3 separate regions of the Mus musculus genome follow, and all the other regions are linked to region 1. A link is a contact called in public Hi-C and HiCAR-type data. All regions are on one chromosome and are shown on one strand. The core of a region is the stretch at or near the end of the contact, and the rest is flanking DNA. Distances in the headings are between cores, read along the strand shown.

Region 1 (3,982 bases), core at 656-3,155:
AAGGAGGGTGATTTAGAAATCATTTGATCCAACATTTTTTTTTTTTGAGCGGACAGGGAAATGGAAAACAGACTAAGAAACGGGATCACCTTTAGGTCCCATCTATAATTTTTAAGAATGATTTTTTTTCTCAAAGGTTGTGTCATGTCTAAGTTATGATCTAGATGAGAGTTACAGCAGGGAAGAACATTAGCTATTCCATTAATTATTCCTCTGTAGACATTACAACTGTGAAAGCTAAGTTTCTGATCCAACCCCACCCTGTGGCTAAAGTCATCTTTCCAAAAGGCAAACCATGTAGCTGTTTCCTGCTTTAAGCTCCTCCGTGATAATTCCCTACTCTTAAGATAGAAATCAAAACTATTCAGCCATGTATATAATATGAGGTCTAGACAAGCCGCTGCCTCTCTAGACTAATCTTACAGTGCCCCAACTCATTTTCCTCTTATCTGCTGCCATGACCTTTAAGTTCCTTGCATACACCCTATGTCTTTCTCTCAGTTCAGGCACACACTTAGTCTCCCTACAAAATGCTTCCCTTCCATCTCCTCCCGGGTGACTTCTATTCATGACCCACATCTTAGTTCAAATGTTAATTCCTCAGAAAAATCTCCCCAAACTTCCTATACCTTTAATGTATATTAAGGTTTCTTTTTACAGATTCGTATTGCACCCTGACTTCTGTAACCTCTGTCTCAAAAATGTAAAGTCCAGGAATGAAAATACAGGATCAATTTTTGCTGATGTTCCAGATCCACCTCACATAGTTCATGATCCATGATAAGATTTTAAGCACACTCCCTCCTACCCTCTGCCTCCAGGTCTAGGGATTAATCTAAAGGTCCTTCCTCATGGTAAGCAAGTACTCTGCCACTGAACTATATACCCCAAGCACTCTTTGTTTGATTGATTATATGTTTGTTTGTTTGTTTGTTTGTTTGTTTTTGAGACAGGGTTTCTCTGTATAACCCTGGTTGTCCTGGAATTCACTCCGTAGACCAGGCCCATCTTGCACTCAGAGAGCTAACTTCCTCTGCCCCCTAAGTGGTAGGATTAAAGGCGTGCACAACTGCCACCACCATATATGCCACCACCACCACCGCCACTGGGCTTTTCTTTTTCCTTTTAATTTGTGTTTTGAGCTTGAGTCTCACAAGTTACACAAGTTTGCCTCGAACTTACTTTGTAATCCAGAAAGGCCTGAATATTCCAATCCTGCCATTTTAGACCTTTAAATACTTGGGATTAAGGTTCTTTACCATTAGGCCTGGCTTCAAAAGTATTTTCAATAAATGTTTGTTGCATACCTAGTATGCCTGTATGCCCAAGCCACTGGCTAGATTTTCAGAGCAGCAATGAATGCAAGAGTGAGGACTTGGAGTCAGAAGCATGAGAAGTAATTAAGAATTCAGTAGAGATATGATCTCTTCCCAAAGAACGATTCCCCTTTTCTAAGGAAAGTGAGCAGGTAAAGCATGATTAACTTTCTATGTGTTCTGACCTCCTCTAGCTTTGCATGTGGGCCTCTGCATGGCAAGGATAGGAGAGCTGAGGAAAAACAGGCTGTCTATCTTTAACGGGAAAAAGATAAAGAGCATTTTTGAAGAGACTTATCCTCTGTTCACATTTCCCATCCCTCTGAATAATGCTTCCAAAATAGGATCATGTCTGGTTTCAAGCCCGGTTCAGTTCCAATGACACTACAACCCATTCATTTGAGAACCTGCCAAATGAACTCTCTTTTTTCTCCTCCCAAATTCCTGCTGGGTATTATTTTGTTGCCACCAAAAGAAAAAAAAAAAAAAAAAAAAAAAAAGCTTTAGTTGAAATGACAACTCCTTGTTGGGAGAGCAGCCAGAGCTTTTCGGCAGGAGGTGATGGCACCATTTGCCCTTATCCAGAAAACAAAACAAAGGCATCAGACTGAGGACTTCTGGGAGAGCCAGGGCTGCGCGGGTGTTTGTTCAGGACTAGGCAATGGTGCAGGACTTCCTAGTCAGACAAGCTTTGCTTTGGCAATGGGCTCTTACTTGAGGCATTTAAAGGCTCCGTGGGGATGACGGGGGCTCAAATTAGAAACATGAAAAGAGGAGGAAAAAGGGTGAGACTTTTACATCATAAAGAGTGGCCTTTCTTACAACAGTGGCCTTGCTTACAGCAGTGGCCTCCCAGGAATTGCTGAAATGGAATCATCTCTTAGGAGGCGTTATTGTGTCCTGTTGGAGAGAAGCAGTTTAATCCAAGGCCCACACCACACAGAAATCTGAAACAAAGGAAAAATACTCATCTGAAATGTGGCCATTGGAGTCTAGTCTGCTTCATGGTTCATTGTGAACGTTTCAGCCTAACTCAGCCCATGGTCCTCAGCGTGTCCTTGATATGTGACAGTATAAACTAAAAGTCCATGTGAGGATTAAATGAGGTACCTGGCACAGGCTACTCCCTCAGTCAATATGAGCTGCTCTTGTTTGCTGCTGCTGCTGCGCTTGCTATAATTATATTGTTGCTGTTGTAACCGGATGTTAACATTGAAATTTCTATTGATACAGCAAGACGTAACCGAAGGGAGATCCCAACATCAAGCCCATAGACACAGAACTTAAAAATGAATTCTAATTAGGTTTATAACTCTGAAAATCCCAGAAAGCATAAAGGAAGATTTTCATTGAGAGAACTATTAACTATTACCATGTTTGGAGTCTCTAGCATCTTAGGACAGACATACAAGTCCTATGACTTCTACCCCAACATTCTGTGAAGGATCTCTTGGAGTGCTACTTAGAGAATTTGGTACCTGTTGTCAGAAAGTGGGAAGAACAGTAGGCCAGGCTTTACCTTTGCCTGCAGCAATGCTAATGGCCTGTGTTAGAAGAGCAGAAAGGGATTGGCAGAGACACCCAGAGGATTCAGGGATCCTGAAACACTGCTTGTGTTTTCCATGGACAAAAGGAAAGGACAGCATCCAAGCTTTTTGAATCTTCCCTAAGAGCCTCTAAAATGAAACAACCAACCAGAAAACCAGTAACAAAGGTGGATCTGCATCAACCAGCCAAAGAGAAATCACAATGTCCCTAGTCTGAAGAGAAATCTTTAACACTGGGCATCACAGCAGAGACACTTACCCATGACAAAGGGGCTCCTTAAAAAAAAAAAAAAAAAAACTGTTGGAACTGGAAAGGGCAGAGTCAAACAAAGTCTGACCATCGCCGTCCTTAGTTTTCTCTTCTGTTTTGATCATGGAGGTAGAAGAGTAAGAGGTTAGAATTCCAGTGAAGGTCAGCGGTGCCCACTCTCAAGGCCACCACTGAGAGGGGCAAGGGCATTTGACTTGTCAGGTTATATATAGCAGATAGACTGTATAGCTGTACTTGAAAGCATGTTAGCAGTGCAAAATGATAGCCAAGTAGATGTGATCTTAAGTGATTTGTGACTGACCACATTAAATACTTTAAAAGAAGTATGGAAACCAGTACACACACACACACACTCACACACACACACACACACACACACACACACACACACACATGCACGCACGCATGCACGCGCACACACTCACATTTACCGACTTCTTTCAGTTTCTACTGTCAATGGAAATCCTAATTGTGACAGTACTTGCCACATTTGTAACTTATCTGCCATGCCAACATGGACAGCCATCCAAACTGTGGCAATTCTCAACCTAAGCGTCAGACTTAAACTAAGAGGATATGCTATTTGAATGCCTAGCAATATCCAAGCCTGCCCCCTGCTTAATATGCTAAAGCTATCGAACTAGCTAGGTAAAACTCCATCCCGGAGACTGTAGGGCATTATGGAGTGGGTTTTCATAAAATGTGTATCTGTGCTTTGTGCCATGTGTATGCACAATTGGGAAACAGAAATAGAAACAGCATGGTAGAGCCCCTGAAAAAGAAGACCTACTTTGTAGGTTTACAAGGTAGACACACAAATGATCCTCTCCTCGAAGCCATCTTGGCAG
Region 2 (3,965 bases), core at 79-2,578, 950 kb before region 1:
CTAAACAGTAGCCACTAACACAGGGAGAAAAATAAATAATGAGCTTTCCAAAGGCGACTAGAGATGATCTTCAAAGTGACAGCAATCCCAGAACAAAATTATAGTCATCTAGCAATAGGAGGAACATACATAGATCATTTGATCTATGATGTTTTGGCTTGAGCCTGTCTCATCATACATCTACAGTGTTTTTTAATTCATCCTTATGCTCTGGAATTGTAGTTACAGGATGTCTAACCAGAATCCATGTATATCAACCATGACAGAATCTCTACAGTGCCCCTGAACTGTGGTGTGGAAGTTATTGTGCTTTAAAACATTTAGTGCTAGCTATCAGACTTACCTTTAATTGGTAAAATAGTTATCTTAAAACAATGCAGCACTACCAAATGGATTCAGAGACTATGTCAACACTAAATTGAAAAAGGCAGGATTAGTAGTAGTGTGGATTAGTTCTCTCAGAACCCATATTGACTTGCTTACTTGGCTGGTGACAAGAATGGATGGATTTTTTTTTTTTTTCGAGACAGGGTTTCTCTGTATAGCCCTGGCTGTTCTGGAACTCACTTTGTAGATCAGGCTGGCTTTGAACTCAAAAATCTGCCTGCTTCTGCCTCCTGAGTGCTGGGATAAAAAGCTTGTGCCTCCACTTCCCAGCTTAAGCAGTGATTCTAAAATACCTACCATCAATGTGAATAAAGGTTCAAGTCTTAGGATGGATGGATCTTAATATATGATAATGAAATAATGTAATATGGAATATGTATTGGCTTCAGTTATAGGTGTTATACCAGTTAAGACTTCATTGTTTTAGGAAATTATCATATTTCCTCTTCATGACTTTTAATAAAGTTCACTAGAATCATTTTGATTGTAGCTTGAAAGGAATCAGGATAGACATTCCCTATTTTATCCCAAAGCATATACCCCATTACCACTATTATAATTTCGTTTACAGGAATCTTTGCAACTTCGGTGAGGTATCATACAAGCATCTCACATGTTCTATAGACCTTGTAAGATATTTGCATGTTACAAGATGGGAAGAAGTACAACAAAATTTTAATTCTTTTACCTCAGTGAGATTTTCTATGGTTATAGGAATTTTTGACTGGAAACACAGTCTTCTAAACTGAAGAACATGAAACACTGCTTAATCTGTCATTTGTTCCTTATCTACTAGGCGTTACTTCTACTCCTTTAGAGTCTTAGAACACCTGAAATTTCTAACTTGAGTTGAGTTCATAAAAAACCACACAAGGGATGAGGGTGTTCTGTAGCAGATTAAGGTTTCTATGAAAGGGCCTCTGCCTCTTCTGCTACAGGGTCCAGCAGATTCAATGGTGCTTGAAATGTTGATGGCAGATAGGTACACCATCTGGAACCTTTGGCAGTTCTATATAAATGAATCATCATCGCTGCCCTTTGGATTTTGGAGCCGATCTTTGCTATTATCTGTAGATAACTTCTTTTCTTTAGAGAAACAACTTTGCAACTGTGGATGGATAAACCACTTCCTCAAATTCTATGTCATAATAAGAGAATATTTAACACAAGCTACCAAGATAACACAAAACCAGTTCTCCATCATGAACTATATAAATAATCTACCAAGTTATAGAACTGAACATTGGCAGAAGTATTCTGCTATCAATTGGAAATTGAAAGGGCTGAATATACCTGAACTTGTAAGCATTTTATATGAAATTAAGGTAAAATGTAAACAGTGTGCACCAGAGAGAAGTGTTTTCTCTCTTCTTTCCCCCAGCTCACAACTATAGTCTAATGAGGAAGTTCACTATAAGTTGACTCTTCTTTCATATATTGTTCTGTGTGATGTTAAAACTCAACATTAAAAAAAAATAAACAGAGCACAACAGCCCTTCTTAGACATTCTTGAAGAGGAAAGGTATATTAAAGTTCCCCTGGTGAACTGATTTATGATAATATACTTGGTTGTTCATGCTACATGTAAAGGAGAAATGGTCAGAGTTATAATGATATACTAACGTAAATGTTATAGCCAATGTCTTGGGTGATGACCATGGATTATTTTAAGGAATGCAAGTGAAAAATGTATGACTTAGAATTTGAGGAAGCGGTTTATAGATAGACTTCTTTGAGTGAACAACAAGGAAGAACATTCCATGTGAATGTTAACCAAAATGTGACCTCAGTGTAGGAGAATTCTAATAATCAAGTGGATAGAATGACCCATTCTGTGGCTAGTGCTCAGCATCTTTCCCAAGCCACTGCTGTCATCACTAATAGGCTGTGAACAAAGTAGCTGTGATGACAGGATAGAGGTTATGCATGGGTTCAACAACAAGGCTTCCATTCAGCAAGGGAGATTTGGGCTGGGCATGCAGTTGAGTGCTCAGTCTCTAGTAGGATAGAACAACTCTTAATACCAATATAGCATCATTCATTACAAGGGTTAGCTAGCTACCTGGTGGAAGGTTGTTTATATTGGACTATTTCTGCCACAGAAATGGCAATATTTTGACCTTCTTAGATCAGAAATCTGCTATAAATGGCTCTCTGCCTTGTCTATGTGGAATTATTCTGCCACCATCCATGGAGTTAGAAAATGTCATGTCTATAGTCAATGTTAGACACACACTTCACTCAAAAAGAAATATTGTAAGGGACTTACATTGATTGAATTTTTTTTTAACCACATAGACCAACTCTCTAATATCAGATGTCTTTCCAAAGTGGTGATCTGACATTTTTGCCTATGGTGTTTGATTCTGACTATCAAGAGAAATTGAACTTCGGCTCCATGATAAAGATTCTCTGGGGTAACTCAATACTGTCATGCTCTGTAACTAAAACCAATGGAAAATTATAAAGTTCAGTTTAGGTAGGCTTAATAATGAATTACAGCATGTATAAGTAAAGATTTAAATATCTCACTAGGAAAAGAGCCATTTACTATCATGTAAGGGAAGTGAGTGGTAAAAGAAGGATATTCATGAATACAATGTGACCAGACACAAAAATGCAAACTCTAAGTAGTATCATATGTACACTCTCCTTATTTTTCTGTGAAGATACTTGTTATGAATATATGTGAGAGAATTATATTACATAAATGTCTTTGCTTCCTCTTCTTTCTTATCTATGAGTACTATACCATAGGAAATACTATTGCTTTACATGCTTAAATTACAAGGTAAGATGTAACCTGATCACAAAAGAAGAAGCAATGCAAAGCCTTACACATCCATGGAGCTCCATTCAGCAACTGAATTATCTACATTAGTAGGTCACAAATATAAAGATAATGACCATTTTTATTCTTGGCCTGTTTTTTGTAACAAATTGTTGATGATAATTTTTGTTATTGTTGTTGTTGCTATTGTTGTTGTTTGTTTTGTTTCTGAATGGGTTTTCTGGGAGTAAAATAAGGTATTTCACGCATCTAAAAAAAAAGAAGAGTAAACTGGACTTCATTTACACTCCATATATATATTTAATTAATTTTTTTATACACTCCAGATTTTATCTCCCTTCCCGTTCACACTCTGACCGTTCCACATACCATACATCCTCCCCGTGTCTCCACGATGTTGTCCCCACCTGTAACCTCCATCTCTCACCTGCCACTCCCCCCAAACCCCACCCCACCATACTTCTCCACTCTCTGGAGCCTCCAGTTTTTTTTGTTGTTGTTGGTCTTTTTTGTTTTTGTTTTGTTTTTTGTTTTATTTTGTTTTTTTGTTTCTTTTTTTGTTTTTGTTTTGTTTTGTTTTTTTGAGACAGGGTTTCTCTGTATAGCCCTGGCTGTCCTGGAACTCACTTTGTAGACCAGGCTGGCCTCGAACTTAGAAATCCACCTGCCTCTGCCTCCCGAGTGCTGGGATTAAAGGCATGCACCACCACGCCCGGCTGGAGCCTCCAGTTTCTTAATGGTTAGGTACATCTTCTTTGACTGAGTCCAAACTCAGCAGTCCTCTACT
Region 3 (4,104 bases), core at 522-3,021, 990 kb before region 1:
TTCTAAGTTAACTGGAAAAGAAAATACTGTGTGTGTTAACCTAATTGATAACACAAAAATTTCCCCAAGGTATGAATTGCTTTGTCAATCAAAATAGTTTGAGTGGTTGCTTTTAGTGGAAGATGAAAGATGCCTTTAGGGCAAGTTAGAGGCTAGATGGTAAAAGAGAGAATTATATTGCTCAGCAATGAAAAGAAAAGAAAAAAAACAACAATGAAGGTAGGTAAAGAGGAACATATAGAAGTCAGGGCATACAGAAAGCAGAGCAAGGAACTCAAGTCTAAACTGCAGGCACAATTGAAGCTAGGAAATTTCACTAGGTTTTCTGAATAGTACATAATACACAGTACTGTTACTTTCCCAGGATAACAAAGACTGTTGTGCAATAACACTATGAACCAACCTGCAGACATGTTTATAAATATAGGAGTATCTGATTTGAAACCAGTGGTTTCTAGATTAGTTTACTCCTTAAGGATAGAGTATAAAAGGCTTCTCAGTAGCTGATAGTCTATAAATAGTAACTTCCAATTATAATGCGCAATGATCAATTACAGAGCTTGTATGTATTGACCATCAGCCACTCTGCTATGGTCTTCATATGCTTTGTTTCTCATAGTTCTGTGTGAAAAGTCACATATAGCATCCATCTCCAGTTTGCTCATAAAAAAGCTAGAAAAGATTAAATGGATGCCAAAGGTCTCCAAGATGAAAATACAATAGCCTTCAGTAGAACTCTGATTCCAAAATCCTACCTTTTATAATTCTTAACTCATGTATGATCCCATAGATTGTGGAAAGTTCATACTAGACAAATTTCTGTTTTTAAATGTTTACTTACTGTTTATTTTGTGTTTATTTCCTGTTTTGCTTGCATATAATGTCTATATACCAAGTGTGTACCTGATACTTGTGGAAGTACCAGATTGAGTTCCTAGAAATGATATAACTATCTCTAGCTGTAAGGAAGATACTTTATCTCACACATGCCTTTATATAGCACTTATGTGATCAGGGTTTCTTTCATGTTGACTTACAGTTTGCTGTTTTTTACTGTCAGTATAATTGGTTCTTGTTTATGAAAGGTCTTATAAAGCATGCACACGCACACACACACACACACACACACACACACACACCAACACCATGATTGGTTCATAGATTAGATTCCATAAGGCTATATGAAGTCAAATCTACAAAGAATCACTTTGGCCACTGTACTCAGTGTCTGCAGTGGGAAGGAAATATTCCTCTTGGAGCAGGTCTTGACTGAGAACAGGGTTGCCTCTTTGCATTTATTCATCATTCAGAGAATTGGCTAGTAGGGGGGACTTTCACACTCCTGTGTTATCTATCTCCATTTAGTGGAGAGAACCATAACGTGTCACATACACTACCTCTTGTTCTCCATATCCCAGCCAGCATTGCCTAGGAGACAGAAATAGCATTCATCGAAAGCCACAATTACCTCATTTCCCTGGCTCGTTGTCTGAGATGTGCCTTGCCTCATAGTGACTGTGTAGGGCCAAAAGTCCAGCAAATATAGCAAACAGAGCAGCTGCTTGTCCAAGAAATGGTCTTACAAACAGGAGAGAACAGCATGTTCTCTGAGCAGATCAGGACCCTTGGCTGTTTTTATGGGTGTTTTGGTTTTCAGGCCAGCAACAGCGTCTGAAAACTCCTGGGGATTTCCCAAGCACCATTCGTCAGGTGGCTAGGCTTCCTCTGACGTTGCTTGTGAGTGATGGGGTGCAGGAAGAAGGTCATGTACAAGGCCATCCAAGGGCACTTTCAGCATGATTGTGGGAAATGAGAGAGCTAATGCAATGTCAGAATGTTCAGAAAAACAAGAACTTTCTGAATAGTGCTTGGCACGTGTTCGATGGACATTCAAGAAGTAGTTCTTGAATGAAACACTGGGGGATTAAGTGAGTAGACTCCCAGCATTTGCATTAACGGGCACACATGCGATTTCAACAGAAGTGACCAATTGTGCTGGTTTGCTCAGGGTTTCTGAGGGTGTAGATGGGGCTTTGAGTGTTGAAATCAAGAAAATTCGGGCTAAACTCCTGGTATGAGTTTGTTGCTTCAATTTCAAAACAGGTGTATTGAAATCTGAAACATAACTTTCATCATCAAGCAAAAGCCCATCTTCCAGGAGGTTTGAATTTAATAAGGGAAACTAGACAGAGAAATAATTAATTATTGTATAAATGGAAAGGATGTGGCTTATTGAAAAAAGGTTAGAAGCTCAGCCTACCATAGCCCCTCATTTTCACCATTTCTTCAAACTAAGTCCCCTTTGATTTTTGCGTGGGTACACCCTCCATTAGAGGGAATACTGTTGTGATCCAGGCACAGATATTGTGTTACCCTTGCCAGTGACTGGTTTAGGAACAGGCACATAACATAATTTTGGACAAAAGTACATACAAGAAGAACTAATAGGCAGATTTCAGTGAAGGTTTCCTTGCTCTTAAGAAGAAATAAAACCCACCAAATTTCTTATCAGCCACTGATGGTATCAACATGTTACCCACAGAGTTTTTATAGATGTTTTAAATCTACTTGAGGAAGTTATACTAAGTGGGACGATGGGGGAGACAGGAAAAACCTAAGTTTTTAATGACGTTATTGAGTGACCAAGTGATTGTAACCATCTAACTCCAAAATTGAAAAGATTGCACGCTTGCCTTATTACTGAAATTATCTGAATTTCTGTTATGCAGTCAATAATATAATGGTCAGTTACACCCAAGTCCTCTCTGCCATCAGAGGAAGGCATGACATGTGCCAGGGGGTGTGACAGAGTGTGACAGAGGCTCATGGAGCCTCTCAAACTTACACTGTGGTATGGACAAAAACTGTGTTTCTCATAGACAAAACCAAAGGCCAAAATACAGACCTCACAATGTAGCTGTAGGAAAGCAGTTAGTGGCAGCTGCCTCAGGCATGTTTATGGTTATCATTAATATAACAGGGGCAGTGAGTACACTGAAGCAATAGAACATGAAAAACACTTGGGAGTTCCAGGTTTAGTAAACTTGACTGTCCCCACAGGCAACAGAGAACCAGTTATGGTTTCTATCTGAAATGTCCTTCAAAACCTCAAGTGTTAAAGGCATGTCTGCCAGACAATGGATCGTTGGGAAGTTATTGCATCACTAGGGCTCCAACGCAACCAGTGAATTACTTTGTTTATTTTGTGGAATCATGAGAAGGTGTCAGAAATTTCAGAGATGAGACACAGTTGGGTGAAGTAGGTATCTTTGAAGGATATATGCTGTCCCAGTTTTTCTGTCTTTTGCTCTGATTCCTGGGTGCCAAGAGGTGTGTACCTCCAGTCTTTAATGCCTTCTCTGCCCTTAGGACATGCTCATAACACAGAAAAACAGAAAGTTATGGGTCAAAGCCTTTGCAGCTGTGAGATAAATAAATCCCTCCTTTTAAGTTGTCAGGAATTTTGTTAAAACAATGAAGACCAATTAACATAGAAATACAAATGTATTTGAATGATTTGAAGTTTAAAGAAGTAGATATCAACTTTAAAAGTGTGTTTGAATAACCTGCAGAATATGTTGATGTGTGGTTTATAAGGTGTGACAAATGTAGAGTAGCCTAGAATTTTTTTTTCATTTTTATTGGCTATTTTCTTTATTTACCCTGATAACCCCTATCCCCTCCCCTCCCCTGTTTCTATGAGGGTGTTCCCCCACCCATCCACCAACTCCTGTCTCTCCATCCTCAAATTCCCCTACACTGGGACATAGAGCCTTCAAGGACCAAGGGCCTCTCCTCCTATTGATTCCAGACAAGGCCATCCTCTGCTACATATGCAGCTGGAGTCACAGGTCTATTAAGCTCCTCAATAGTTTGAAAGCATAACCATGTTTGGGTAGAAAAGACAAAGCTACTAAAGTTTGGAATACTTACATCTTGTTTATATGCAAATTATTTTAGAGTGTCAGTCTAGAAGAAATACTTTTTCTAAGCAAATGAATTCATTTTGATCCCTCTTCAGCCTACTACTAAAACAATTCAAAGTTATAATAAACTCTATGGGGCAAATGTACCAACTATTACTATTAACCACTACCATCATTA

What was found. Hi-C and Micro-C count contacts between places; a contact is called where the count stands out from the background. HiCAR-type assays count read pairs that join an accessible place to other places.
Region 2: a Hi-C map of cerebellar granule neurons shows a contact between it and region 1, with 2.6 times the contacts expected there. The contact joins two enhancer-like sites. A contact is called at or near these places in 2 of 15 datasets of contacts at CTCF or cohesin (both in the NIH/3T3 cell line), 1 of 484 Hi-C or Micro-C datasets (cerebellar granule neurons) and 3 of 115 datasets of contacts at active chromatin or transcription factors (the NIH/3T3 cell line, astrocytes and embryonic fibroblasts).
Region 3: a contact with region 1 is called in a HiCAR-type map of fibro-adipogenic progenitors, with 8 times the contacts expected there. The contact joins two enhancer-like sites. A contact is called at or near these places in 2 of 15 datasets of contacts at CTCF or cohesin (both in the NIH/3T3 cell line), 2 of 484 Hi-C or Micro-C datasets (3T3-L1-derived adipocytes and adipose-derived mesenchymal stem cells) and 2 of 115 datasets of contacts at active chromatin or transcription factors (astrocytes and fibro-adipogenic progenitors).

What each region holds. Positions count from the first base shown.
Region 1 is chr4:65,585,221-65,589,202 of GRCm38.p6, forward strand. The region is part of intron 16 of Astn2 (astrotactin 2); the gene reads right to left. Among named protein-coding and RNA genes, the nearest start is that of Trim32, 18 kb to the right of the region's middle. Within about 2 kb of position 1,906, at least 14 of the 459 cell types and tissues checked have an H3K27ac peak or open chromatin away from gene starts, as enhancers often do. A contact at or near this core is called in cerebellar granule neurons and fibro-adipogenic progenitors, where this site is marked.
Region 2 is chr4:64,638,898-64,642,862 of GRCm38.p6, forward strand. No RefSeq gene overlaps it. Among named protein-coding and RNA genes, the nearest start is that of Gm23950, 200 kb to the left of the region's middle. Within about 2 kb of position 1,329, at least 7 of the 459 cell types and tissues checked have an H3K27ac peak or open chromatin away from gene starts, as enhancers often do. A contact at or near this core is called in cerebellar granule neurons, where this site is marked.
Region 3 is chr4:64,593,645-64,597,748 of GRCm38.p6, forward strand. No RefSeq gene overlaps it. Among named protein-coding and RNA genes, the nearest start is that of Gm23950, 150 kb to the left of the region's middle. Within about 2 kb of position 1,772, at least 35 of the 459 cell types and tissues checked have an H3K27ac peak or open chromatin away from gene starts, as enhancers often do. A contact at or near this core is called in fibro-adipogenic progenitors, where this site is marked.